Regions from separate parts of the Sus scrofa genome. Here region 1 is linked to region 2. The links are chromatin contacts, called in public Hi-C maps. All regions are on one chromosome and are shown on one strand. The core of a region is the stretch at or near the end of the contact, and the rest is flanking DNA. Distances in the headings are between cores, read along the strand shown.

The links. A called contact is a pair of places that touch in the nucleus more often than the background predicts.
Region 1: a contact with region 2 is called in a Hi-C map of embryonic fibroblasts, with 5 times the contacts expected there. The contact joins the promoter of UBE3D here to the promoter of PRSS35 in region 2. A contact is called at or near these places in 1 of 5 promoter capture datasets (fetal liver), 10 of 47 Hi-C or Micro-C datasets (embryonic fibroblasts, fetal skeletal muscle, fibroblasts and 4 more) and 1 of 2 datasets of contacts at active chromatin or transcription factors (skeletal muscle).

The regions. Positions count from the first base shown.
Region 1 is chr1:83,137,685-83,144,610 of Sscrofa11.1, forward strand. It overlaps UBE3D (E3 ubiquitin-protein ligase E3D), which reads left to right and starts at 2,795. Exons shown (of 10, transcript XM_021091912.1): 1 at 2,795-3,218. The coding sequence starts at 3,142.
Region 2 is chr1:82,730,713-82,737,104 of Sscrofa11.1, forward strand. PRSS35 (inactive serine protease 35) reads right to left here and starts at 4,171. Exons shown (of 2, transcript XM_005659406.3): 1 at 3,698-4,171. It also overlaps the pseudogene LOC102163543.

The DNA.
Region 1 (6,926 bases), core at 1,545-4,044, 410 kb after region 2:
TAGTTGTTATCATATTAGGAACTTATTTTGATTCTAGAACCCCAAATCATGTAGTTCCATGGAGGATTGCCTCCTTTCACCTAAAATGTCGGGTCAAAAAATCATAGATTTTTCTTGAGAATGTGTGACTAAATATAAAATATAACAATCCTTAAAAACAAACATCAATATGTACGGTATCCTGTGTTAAGAATGTTACATGTTTCAACATAATGTGGCAGCATTTAAATACCTAAAATCTTTGATGTTAATGGTGGGAGATATGCAGAGTTGACATTGTGGAGGGAAATAATCAATAAACTAATATATGACAGGGATAGAAAAGAGTTTTATTTAAGCCAAATTGAGGACTATAGCCTGGGAGACACAGACTGAAGATGTATTTGAATTGTGTTCCACCAGACTACAGAATGCTGGAGGCTTATAACAGCAAAAGACACAAAGTCACGTAAATTATTCGTCAAGAATTAAGATTAGAGCTGGCAGAAAGGAAGGGTCCTTGTTAAATAAGGATTGGTCCAGCTCTGAAATTGTATACTTATAAGGGGAGGCCTTGAGACTATAAGGTTGCAGCTGACAGCTGCTAGCAGATGTTGTTTTGAGAAAGGCTGAGGGTGTCCTTGAGTCTGAGTGATATAGTTTAGAAAATTCAGATTCTTAGTGATACAGGAATGTGTCTGAAGCCATATCCACGATGGCCACCTGGCTCCATTTGAATGCCTGAACCACAGTTATGCCATTGTTATTTTTTTAATGCATTATTTTCTTTATGGTTAAGGCAGATGTACAATGTTTATTTAATAGACCACGAATAGGCTCTATTGGTTAACCTTAAGTTCAGGTCAAATCATGTTTAAGCCAGAATGACTTCCCCGTATCTTACTATGGGAAAATTTCTTTCATCAAAACCATCACCCTGGGGTGTTTCCGTCATGGCTCAGTGGTAACACATCTGACAAGGAACCATGAGGTTGCAGGTTTGATCCTTGGCCTTGCTCAGTGGGTTAAGGATCCAGCGTTGCTGTGGGCTGTGGTGTAGGTGCAGACGTGGCAGAGATCCCAAGTTGCTGTGGCTCTGGCGCAGGCCAGCGCTTCAGCTCTGATTAGACCCCTACCTACCCTGGGAACCTCCACATGACTCAGATGTGGCCCTAGAAAAAAAGGCAAAAAAGACAAAAAAAAAAAAAAAAAAATCACCCTGGAGGGAGTTCCCTTTGTGGCTCAGCGGTTAATGAACCTGACTAGGATCCATGGTGATGCAGATTCGATCCCTGACCATGCTCAGTGGGTCAAGGATCCGGCGTTGCCTTGAGCTGTGGTATAGGTCGAAGACTCGGCTGTATCCCAAGTTGCTGTGGCATAGGCCAGCAGCTGTAGGTCTGATTCGACCCCTAGCCTGGGAGCTTCCATATGATCCAGATGCAGCCGTAACAAGCAAAAAACAAAACAAAACAAAACAACAAAAAAAAACCCATCGCCCTGGAGTTCCTATTGTGGCACAGTGGGTTAAGAATCCTACTGCCTGGGCTCAGGTTTGATCCCCGGCCCAATACAGTGGGTTAAAGAATCCAGGGTTGCCACTGCTGTGGGGTAGGTTGCAGCTGTGACTTGCATTCAATCCCTGGCTTGGTAACTTCCATATGCTGTGGGTGTAGCCCCCAAAAAACAAAGAAACAAAACAAAAAAACACTACCCTTCATCACCATTGTTGTGATGAAATACCAGTAAATTTAATTCTTTTAATTGGGTTGTTACCTCCATCCATGAATTTGAATTCTGATGGATGTAGGATTTTGTGAAACAAAATGAGCTTTAAAAACTCCATATAAATATTTTAGAAAAATTGTCTTAATCTAGTACCCCTCGAGGGACATGGCTTTATTTTCATTTGGAAATCTTTTTTTGTTTGTTGTTTTAGGGCTGCACTGGGCAGCATATGGAGGTTCCCAGGCTAGGGGTCAAATCAGAGCTGCAGCAACAGGGGATCTATGTGGTGTCTACCACCTACACCACAGCTCAGGGCAACACTAGATCCTTAACCCACTGAGCAAGGCCAGGAATTGAACCAGCATCCTCATGAATTCTAGTTGGGTTTGTTAACCACTGAGCCAGGACAGGAACTCCTAGAAAATCTTGAAATTAATATGTTTAGTGTGTGGTAATTACAACCTTAAAATGATAAAGTAGAACATCAATAAACATGATTTTTCCGCATACAAGTGAACATTGTTTTTCTTTTAAAGCCTCTTGCTCTAAAAAATATATTCGTATTATAATTCTACTGTAGCCTTATATTTTAATATTTTCCCATGATAACTATTTACTTTATACTAGATCCTTTTCTTCAGTGGGTGAAACTTTCCAAAATCATTTTCTAATAGCAATGAAATAAATTACAACTCCCCTGAGTCAATTTTTACCTTTGCAAAAGTGAATAGTGAAAATGTACATGTGGAATCATTCTCATCTTCCTCTTTTCAAAGGTTATAGACATGCATAATCCTGTGCTTCATGATACTGGATATAACAGCAGAGATAACAGGAAACATCTCACATTTTTGCAACCGTTTCCATTTTGGAGCGATCCAGCCTAAATTTAGAAGCAATGCCAAGTCAATTCTGGACATCTGTTGCCTCAGAAGAGAACTAAAATACGACCGACCAGCGTTCATTAAAGAAAAAGGCTGTAGTCCATTAAAAATAACAACAAAGCCAAGATAAAGTGTGTGTGGGATGGGTCTTAGTCCTGATGACAGTGCCCGCCTATCATCTCCCTCTCGTCCAGCCTCATCCCTACCCGCACTAGCCAAGGGAGAGTACTTGGGATCTTACTCTGAAGGTCATATCCAGGGAGCCTGACGCACCGGGTGGCGCCCTTAAGAAACAGAGTGGGAGGGTAGTTCTGCTCTTCTGCCCACGTTTCTCAGAGATCAGCCCCCAAGCTCGGATCAGAAACTGCCGGTGACCGCCAGAACCAGTCTCGAGGCGGCGCACTCTCCGCCCGTCTGGTGGCGCTGTGGGCTGGCGAGTAGTCGAGCAGCCGAGCTCCGGATCCACGACGCCGGCACCTCCGCTGCCGCCGCAGCTCCAGCTCGGGCTGCACGTGTTGCCGCTGCGAACCCCGGGCCCTGGTCGCCCGCAATGGCGGCGGCTGGGGCGCAAGTGCGTGTGTTCCTGGAGGTGCGGAGACAGCTGCAGAGCGCGCTGCTGATCCTGGGGTAAGGCGGGCTGTGGCGTGTGGGCTCCCCAACGCAGCGGGGCACGCCTTTCTGCTGCCGGGCAGGCTCCGCCTCCCTCGGAAGGATGGAATTTTGAGTTTGTTTCTCCAGATGCTTTGAGCTTCTGGGATACTCAAAGCCGAGTACCTCATCCCTGCGCCCTCATTCCCCTACCCCCCACCTCCGCCACCTCCACTGGCAATCTTGAATCACCTGGGAGCTTTTTAGCAATGCCTTGTCTCGGTCCCACACCAGACCTGCTGAATCCGAACTTAGATTTCAACACGTTTCCTGGGATCCAGAGGCACACTTAAGTTTGAGGATCCCTAATGTTCAAGTCGTTGACTATGCCCTGCGTTTCCAACAAAGACAGTGCCAAACGTGCTTGGTTTGCCCCTTTGGAATCCTCGTTATACGATCTGTTCCAATGTGAAAGCTTCCCTTTTTGTAAATAAAACTCCGGGTTTTTTTTTCTCCTCCCCAAATTGTTCTGTGTGCAGAGAAACCGACACACTCGTTCAGTAAAAGCGTGTTCAGTGAACACAGGTTTCAGGCTTCTTATTGGAGCTCATTCTGTTTTTCGTATTCCGAGTTCCAATGAGAAGTCTGTAAGCCCTTACCTTGCTCTTCATTATTTACACAAACAAGAAACTATTAGGGAAATGTTCTCTTTTTTTTGTTTGGTAGTATATGGTACCTCCATTATTCCCTTGTAACCACTGTTTCAAATAGAGTAAATCGGATGTTAGAATCTTGAAAGTTTTATGACAAGGCACCACTCTGAGGTTGATTGGCAGAACTAGATTCAAATCCTAGCTTCTTCACCAAATTAGAATCCTTAATTTGAATGTTTTCAATTGTGAAATAAGGATGCTGTTTATTCCTCTTCTTTCTTTCTCTTTTTCCTCCCCCCCCCCCAAATTATGAATTCAAATAAGTGCTGCAGGTCCAATTCAAATGCACCTTGTAAAGTTACTCAGAGCCCAAACCTTACACAAAACTAAACAAGACCATCTTCTGCTCATCAAAGGAGTCCTTCATGCTTTCCCTGAATTACTCTTCCTTGTTTAAGAAAGTTAAACATAATTTTGCTGGATTTCTTGTTTGCTGCTAGTGGTCTTTGGCCGTTGAGCATTATCACTAAGTCCCCCTACCCTATAAAAGCAACCACTGTTCTGATTTCCTTCAACAAAGATTCATTTGCCGTTCCTTGAAGTATGTATAAATGGATTTGTAAGGTATGTGCTTGTTTCTGGCTGCTTTCCTGCAACAGTGTTTCTGACATTACTGTTTCATCTATGTCATTGCATAATTCAATAGGCCATACTTTTCATCTATGTTTCTTTTCGTCTATGTTTCATCTATGTCACTGCACATTTCAATAGGCCATTCTTTTTTCTTGCTGAGTAGTTTTCAGCCTTATGAATATACTGCAATTCATGCAGCCATTCTTTTATTGCTGGATAATTTGTGTGTTTCTAGAGCTTGCATATTATGAATAAAGCTTTCATATCTTCTTGTATAAGTATTTTTGCAGGGTTATAGGGTAGATGGGGCATGAGAAACAGCTAAACAGTTCTCCAGAGTGATTATACCAGTTCTCACCAGGAAAAAACAAGTGAATTCCAACAGCTTCACTTTCTAGCCTGCATGTCCTGTTGTCAGTCTTTTTGATTGTAGCTATTCTGGTGGTATAAATTAGCATCTCACTGTCACTTTAATTTGCATTTCCCTGATTAAGAATGTTGAGCACCTTTTCATTTGCTTTTTGGTCATTCACATGTGTTCCTTTCTAAAGTATCGTCTATCAAGTTGTTTGTCTTATTGTTGGACATAAAGAGTTCTTTATATAGTCTGAAAATATTTTTTCATTTATACTTGTGCATGTGAATATTTTCTCTCAATCTATAAATTACCTTTTCACTTTCTTAAGTATCTTTTTTTCTTTTTCTTTCCTTTTTTTTTTTTTTTCTTTTTGGCACATGAAGTTCCCGGCCAGGGATCAGATCTGAGCCAGTCTGATCAGATCCAGAGCAGCAACGCTGGATCCTTTAATCCATGTGCCAGGCTGGGGATCAAACCTGCATCCTGCTGCTGCAGAGACATTGCCAATCCTGATTTGCCACAAGAGGAACTCCAGTAGTGTCTTTTGATGAACAGAAAAATCTAAATTATAATGAAATCCAGTTTATTTTCTCCCTCTTTCTTTTTCTTTCTTCCTTCCTCCCTTTCTCCCTCCCTTCCTTTCTCTCTCTTTCTCTCTTGCATTTTTTCCTTTTTCCTTTTTTTTTTTTTTTAATTAGGGCCACACCTGCAGCATATGAAGTTCCCAGGTTAAGCGTCCAGTAGGAGTTGCTGCTGCCGGCCTACACCACAGGCACAACAACTGGGGATCCAAGCCAAATCTTTGACGTACACAACAGGTCCCAGCAATGCCATCCTTAACCCACTGAGCGAGGCCAGGTATCAAACCTGAATCCGCGTGGTTACTAGTCAGGTTCATACCCTACTGAGCCACAATGGGAACTCCCTGCATTATTTTTTTTAATACTTAGTGTCTTAAGAAACCTTTGCCTTCCTCCAGGTTGTAAGATTTTTTTCCTTTGTTTATTTTCTAGGAGTTACATAGTTTTAGCTTTTACATTTAGGTCTAGATCATGTCAAGTTAATTTTTGTATTTGGCACAATGTAAGGGTCAAAGTTTATTTTTTTCTATAAGAATGCCCAGTTTTTCCATCATCATTAGTTAAAAGGCTGTCATTTCTTCCATTGAAATAACTCAGTGTCTTTTGTCAGAAATCAGCTGACTGTACTGTTTGCATGGTATGTCTTATACTACCCTTTTACTCTCAACCTGTATCTTTATATGTAAAAATTTGAAAGCATATACTGGGTGGAGTTTTTAAAAATTCATAATGACAATCTCTGCATTTTAATTGGAATTTTTTTTGTCTATTTGTAGTTAATTCAAATGATATCATTTTTTATTCTTTTCCTATCTTAAGTACTTTTAGCATTTCATCATTAGATGTGATGACACTGGTTGGCAAATTGGTTTGGTAGTTTGCATTGTTTCCTTTCTACTCCTAGTTTACTAAAGGTTTTCATTATGAATAGATATTTTATTTACTATAGTGATTTCATGTATTTTGATGGTCATATTTATTCCTTTACTCTTTACATGTATTTTGATCGTCATATTTTTTCCTTTAATCTTTACATCTGTGACTTGCGTTAGAGAAATACATTTCTGTTAAGCCATCTTAGCATTCCTGGATAAATCTTGGCTATTCATTTATTAAATCCACAGATGTTTATGAAGTTCCTATTCTAGGGCCCAAAACTCAGATTCTAAGTGCGAGGTATATAGCTGTGCACAGTAACGATAGCACATGCAAAAATACTTGCTCTCATTGAGCACTCTCTTACCAATCTAATGGTGGCAGTGGGCAAGAAGTGGGCAGAAAATACCCAGATATATATATCATAGTGAATAGAGATATGTAGCTAGAAAAAAATAAAACACAAAAAGGGTAGGGAGAAAAACTTCCAACCCCTTATTCCAAATGAGAAAGCAACATTAGAGTGATAAGCTGGAAGGGGTGAGGTTTGGAATAACGTGATAACCCAGTGGAAGAGCATTTCCCTCTGAGAGAACAGAAAGTATGCAGGGTGCCTAATTCAGACAGGCATGGGTGGGCATGGGAG
Region 2 (6,392 bases), core at 2,921-5,420:
ATTATATGCTTTGTTTTTTAGGCATAATGCTATTGTACAGTTAAGAGACTACAGTAACCTTTATATATACTGGGAAACCAAAAAAATCATGTGACTTGCTGTACTGCAATATTCACTCTACTGCAGTGGTCTGGAACTGAACCATCAGTTATGACAGTAATGGTACCAAAGAGAGCTACATCCTAACCCTGTGAACGTGTTCCTTTCTTGGCCAAAGAGATTCTGCAAACGTGATGTAGTTAAGGATTTGGAGATGAGGAGGTTAGCTCGGATTATCCAGGTGAGCCCAATGTAATCACAGGGGTACTTTAAGGAGTAAAAGGAGTGTCAAGAATGAGAAGGAGCGGTGCAGATAGAGGCAGCAGCCACAGGGAGGCAGGATCACAAGCTACGAAACACTGATAGCCTCCAGAACCGCCCCCCCCCCAAAAGACAAATTCTCTCCTGAACTTCCGGGGCGGGGGGGGATGAAACCCTGCTGATCCTCTCTAGACTTCCGGCCGCCGCAGCTAGAACATAATGTGTTAAGTCACTTAAGTTTGTGGTAATTTGTTACAGCCGCAAGAGGAAAGGAATACACTCAAGGTAAAAATCTTAAAAATTTTTTCAAGGTGAAATACTTAAAAATCATCTGTCTTCAGAAAGAAAGAAGTAGTCAGGACTGACACAAAGTGGAGAAGAATGTTTCATTCAGAGACTTAAACATAAATGAAAGTTTTCATTTTTAGGAAAATTATAGACACACACAATCTTAGAACTAAAGCCACAAGATTATGATAAATCATTACAGTGGCACAGAGCAGGACTGCTAGGGAGAAAGGAGAACTGGAACGGGGTAGATAAATTATATTGATAAATTATGTTTATTTGACAAATGCACGCAGTGCTTACAAAGCTATGCATCATTTCAAAGTTTCATCCCTTGTTTAAGAATCTCTGTGATAGCCCTCCTTAGCCACTGAGTTGGACTAGAAAATTTCTAAGCTATTTTTGAGCTCTAAAATTCTAGATTAAATCACAAAGGAAAAAACACAAGTTAATTTACTCATCAGTGATCCTCAGGGAGCTTCAATTCCTAGTCCCCCGGGAGAGGAACTTGCCTGCTATTCGTATTGCTACCACTAGATGGCAAAGCGAGCCTGGTGATGTCAAACCTGAGATTCCCACATTTAAACTGTTTACATGCATCTAACTAGGAAATAGAAAGCATGTAGATTTCATGAGAGGGAGAGAAATCTAACTGGCTAATAATATTCTGGATGGTTGTCACGTATGGAATTGATCACATTTAGAAAACCCACCTACAGGCCACAGAGCCCAGCCTGATGAGCTGAGTGTTGATGATGTTGTCTACAGCCAGACAATTTTCTGGCCAGTGGTTTCCCCAAGCACCATAGTGCCAGCACACATCCACTACGCCTCCAGCGCTGCCACAGAGTCCCCCAGATGTGGTGCAGTTCATTTTAACAGGAAGAAAAATCTTCAACCTGCCAAAGAGTTCACATCTATCAAATATTTTAGAATCTATTTCCAAAGGATAAGCCTGCTGCTGATTTGATGATGGAAGTAAGTGGCAAGAAAGTTCATTGACAGTTCCTATTCAAAAATATCATATCATAGTACTATCTTCAAGTTTAATTTCAAGAATGAGACAAAGTAATGTCTGCCTGAAAAGCTGGCCGTACTGGAGGGAAAGGAAGATGGGAAAGTTACACAGTTGATTATTTTACAGGAACCCACAACTTCTGTTTCTCATCACAATAAAATAAAATAAAACCTCCCCTTTGTTTGTTAAGCTATTTTTCCAGGACCTGTACATTTCAATTTATGCCATGGACATGCTGTGTGTGGATTAAATTCAGGGTGAAGGGCACAAAGGGAGCCCCAAGGCAACCCTCTGCCAGCTCGCATCCACTGACATGGGAGGTGCACATTGAATGGCTCCTGACTTATTTTTTATCTTGCGAGTTGGCCTTTGAAAGAAAAGAATGTCTGTAAATGTATTAGGTTAGTCGTCGGGCTTTAAAACATCTCATGATGACTATGTTTTTAGCTAAGGAAACATCTGTTAAAGCTTCTGAAGTTTTTGAGACAATTTTAGTTAAGCAAAGCCATAAAATAATAACTTTTGTACCACTGACTTGACTTTGCTGTTTCCCAACCTCTCATCTCAGATTTCTGGTGTGCAAAGTTAACCCAGTGCTAGACGAGGCAGCCTTAGCCTCCAAAATTCTGAGTCTGACCCCACTGTTAAAATGCAATAAGCGGAGTTCCCACTGTGGCGCAATGGGATCAGCACCATCTCTGGAATGCTGGGACATAGGTTCAACCCCCAGCCCAGCACAGTAGCTTAAGGATCTGGTGTTGCTGCAACTGCAGCATAGATCACAACTGTGGCTCAGATCTGATCCCTAGCTTGGGAATTCCATGTGCCACAAGGTGGCCAAAAAAGAAAAAAGCAAAAAAATGCAATATGCTTGCGTTGGATAGTTGAGCAATGGACAGAGAAAGATAAATAATTAACTCAACAGGGAGAATTAGCTCATATTAGCAGGTGTTTATTTTAACATATAATGAGCACATTCTACGTGCCAAGCACTAAGCTAAACAATCTCACATTTAAAAACATACAAAAAATTCTTCAAAGTGTACAGTCTTCCGAGCTGTCTGGAAGGAAAATAGGAAGAGTATCCACGTCCAACCTCTTCTCACATTAAAGGAGCTCCTCTAGTATTTCCTAATAAAAATAAAATTCCATATGATGCTGGCACACTACTTTTAAGCCTAGATGTCTTATTCGTCTGGAATTTCAACATTCTCTCTTCTAAATGATAAACCAGATTCTAAGTGTAATTCTCCAAGCAGCAAAATATGACTGTTACAGTTCTCTGTGGAGACAAATGCACTCAGGATAAAAACGAGAATTAACTGCAGAAGTGAGAAGGGTTAATGGAGAGGGAAAGAACATCTAGATCAGAGAGGCAGCTTCTTTCAAATCAATGACAGTATAAAAAGGTCAGAGGAGTCAGGCTGGGCATGTTTTCTACAACTTTTCAAAAACTTTTGATTATAGAAAATTGCAAACTACACAAAAGTAGAGGCACATTATAATATAAAGTAGAAAATTATAACCCATCACCTAGCTACAACAATCACCATTTTGCCACTCTTGCTTCAGTTTGCCCCCGCACAATAGAGTATTTTAAAGCAGGCCTGAGACTTTCATTTCATTGTCTCATTTAAAAACTGTTTTCCACTGTTCCCTTTGCTGACCTGTGCAGCCAAGTTGATGAGAGAGAGAGGGAGAGACAGATTCCTAGCTTTCATAGTAACCCTGCCAAAGAGGCTTTCAAGAAGAGCAGACTTTCCAGGAATGCGTTTTACACCTTTTTCAATGGCATCTGTTAATAATCATAAAAAATAAAGAGGGTCCCCTCTGGTAGTGCTTAAGTAGAAAGAATTCCATTTATATTCCAATGCAAACGCTTTTACTGTTAATATTAAACTATGCAGGGGCCGCCACAAAGAATTGCCTATTTGGAAGAGCAGTTTCTTTGACGACCTCAAAGTGCTAAGTTTGATCCCTATCTTTAGACCCCTTCAAAGAAGCTCTCCCCGGGTGGGTCCCGCCTTTCTCAGGGAAACTTCTGCGTTCTAGGGTCTCGCCCTTGGCGGAGGGGTGGGGGGAGAGGCTTACCTGCGAAGCTTCCTCGGTCCTGGGGCCGGGGGGGGGGGTGCTGCTCAGCTTGATCACAGTGCCTCCGAGGCGGTCACTAAAGCTGGAGAGGCAGGAGGGCAAGGCGCCGCTGCCACGAGCCTGGGGACAGCCAGAGCCTGCTGCCCAGCCAACTCCCGCCAGCACCACCCTGAGCTGGAGGCTGAGACTGAGGGGAGGCTAGAGGCGAGCTGAGCCCCCGGCGGAGAGGTGGGAGGGGAAAGGGGGCGTGGACGCCGGCGATGGGGGGCGGGAGATGAGAGGAGAGGTGGGCAGGAGAGGGAAGTGGAGAGGGAGAAGGAACCCCAGCGAGCAGAGGCTGGAGAGCGTTTACTTTGAAGATGCTGGGTGGGGAACCGTGCAGACCCTCACCCCAGCATCTCTGCTCCCAGCATCGGGAAAACAGCATGAGTGGGAGTTCACAAGCGATGTCTGTCTCTGTGGCAATGCATTCCTTAAACGGTGTCTAGAAATACTGCCAAGTGTGTGCTTGGAGGGATTGTGGGGGTTTGGGACCTGCTCATGGTTTAAACCCCAGAGGTCTAGAAGAATGAGGGGCGTTTCCAACCACATCCCGAGCCAGTCTCTTTCAGAGACCTCGACTTCCGGGATGCTCTCCCCACCTGGCAAACCCTGTGTCTCAGCCTCCCGCGGGCTGGGATCTGGGTCACCTTGTGAGCATCCTTGTGGCCTCCAGGGGGAGCGCGTTAGTTTCCATGTGTCCCCAGGCTAGTAGGCTTTTTCTATTTTGGGCGAGTAGCCTTTAAACCTCAGTCCCACCAAAATTCTCAGTCCCAACGCTCCTTTCTTACTCATTTATTCTCCTCCTTAGGAGATGTGCTCCTTCGGTGTGGGGACGGCGTAAGGAAGGGGACTTTATTCATTCAACATCTACTGGTTGGCACGTCTGGAGCAAGATAACACCCACAGAAAAATAAATGCAAAAACTTAGTGCCAGGACTTAAGAAAGGGAGATGAAATAAGCACACAAGTTTATAACAGAAGATTTTAGCATGTCTCATAATACTTGGCTCGTTACTGGTTTATTTCATTTCTCAAGTTTATATGCAATTTTTTTTTTTTTTTTTTTTTTTTTTGCTTGCTTGCTTTTTAGGGACCCACCAGTAGCATATGAAAGTTCCTAGGCTGGAGTTCCTGTCATGGCGCAGTGGTTAACGAATCCAACTAGGAACCATGAGGTTGCAGGTTCGATCCCTGGCCTTGCTCAGTGGATTAAGGATCCGGCGTTGCCTTGAGCTGTGGTGTAGGTCGCAGACGCGGCTCGGATCCTGCGTTGCTATGGCTCTGGCATAGGCCGGTGGCTACAGCTCCGATTGGAAGGGGCCCTAGCCTGAAAACCTCCATATGCCACAGGAACGGCCCTAGAAAAGGCAAAAAGACCAAAAAAAAAAAAGAAAGAAAAAGTTGGAGCTGCAGCTGCTGGCCTACACCACAGTCACCCCAATGCAGGACCCAGGCCACGTCTGTGACCTGTACTACAGCTTACCGCAGCACTGGATCCTTAAGCCACTGAGAACAGAGATCCAACCCACAGATCATGGATAATAGGTTTGTTACTGCTGAGCCACAAGAACTCTCATTTCTTTTTTTTTTTTTTTAATATTGTTAATTTTTTTTATTTATTTATTTATTGTCTTTTTTTTTTTTTTTTTTTTTTTTTTTTTTGCTATTTCTTGGGCCGCTTCTGCGGCATATAGAGGTTCTCAGGCTAGGGGTCTAATCGGAGCTGCAGCCACCGGCCTACGCCTGAGCCACAGCAACGCGGGATCCGAGCCGCGTCTGCAACCTACACCACAGCTCACGGCAACGCCGGATCGTTAACCCACTGAGCAAGGGCAGGGACCGAACCCGCAACCTCATGGTTCCTAGTCGGATTCGTTAACCACTGCGCCACGACGGGAACTCCGGAACGCTCATTTCTGATTTTATTTAATTGACTCTTCTCTCTTTTTTTCTTGCTAAGTCTGGCTAAATGTCAGGTTTTCTTTATCTTTTCAAAAAGTGAACTCTTAGTTCCATAAAAATTTTTTCTGTTCTCTATTTCATTTATTTCTACCCTGATCTTTGTTATTTTCTCCCCTCTACTAACTTTGGGCTAAGCTTGTTCTTGTTTTTATAGTTCCTTAAGGTATAAAATCAAGTTTGCTTGAGAGCTTTCGTTTTTCTCAACGTAGTATTTATTGCTATAAACTTTCCTCTTAGCACTGCTTTTGCTGAGTCTCCTAGGTTTTGATATTTTGTGTTCCTTTACTCACTTGTTTCAATATACTTTTTGATTCCCTTTTTAATTTCATCTTTGACGTACATGTTGTTCAGAAGTGTTGTTTAATTTCCAAATACATGGGGGTTTATGCATTTATTTTTATTTTTTAAAAATTTTGTTAAAGTATAGTTTATTTATAATATTCTGTCAATTTCTGCAGTATATCAAAGTGCCCCAGTTATTTATGTATATACATATATACACACACATTCTTTTTCCCGTGTTATCTTCTATCATTTTCTATCACAGGTGATTGGATATAGTTCCCTGTGCTACATAGCAAGACCTCATTACTTATCCATTCTAAATATAATAGTTTGCATCTACTAATGCTAAACTCCCAATCCATCCCACTCCCTTCCCCTCCCCTGTGGCAACCACAAGTCTGTTCTC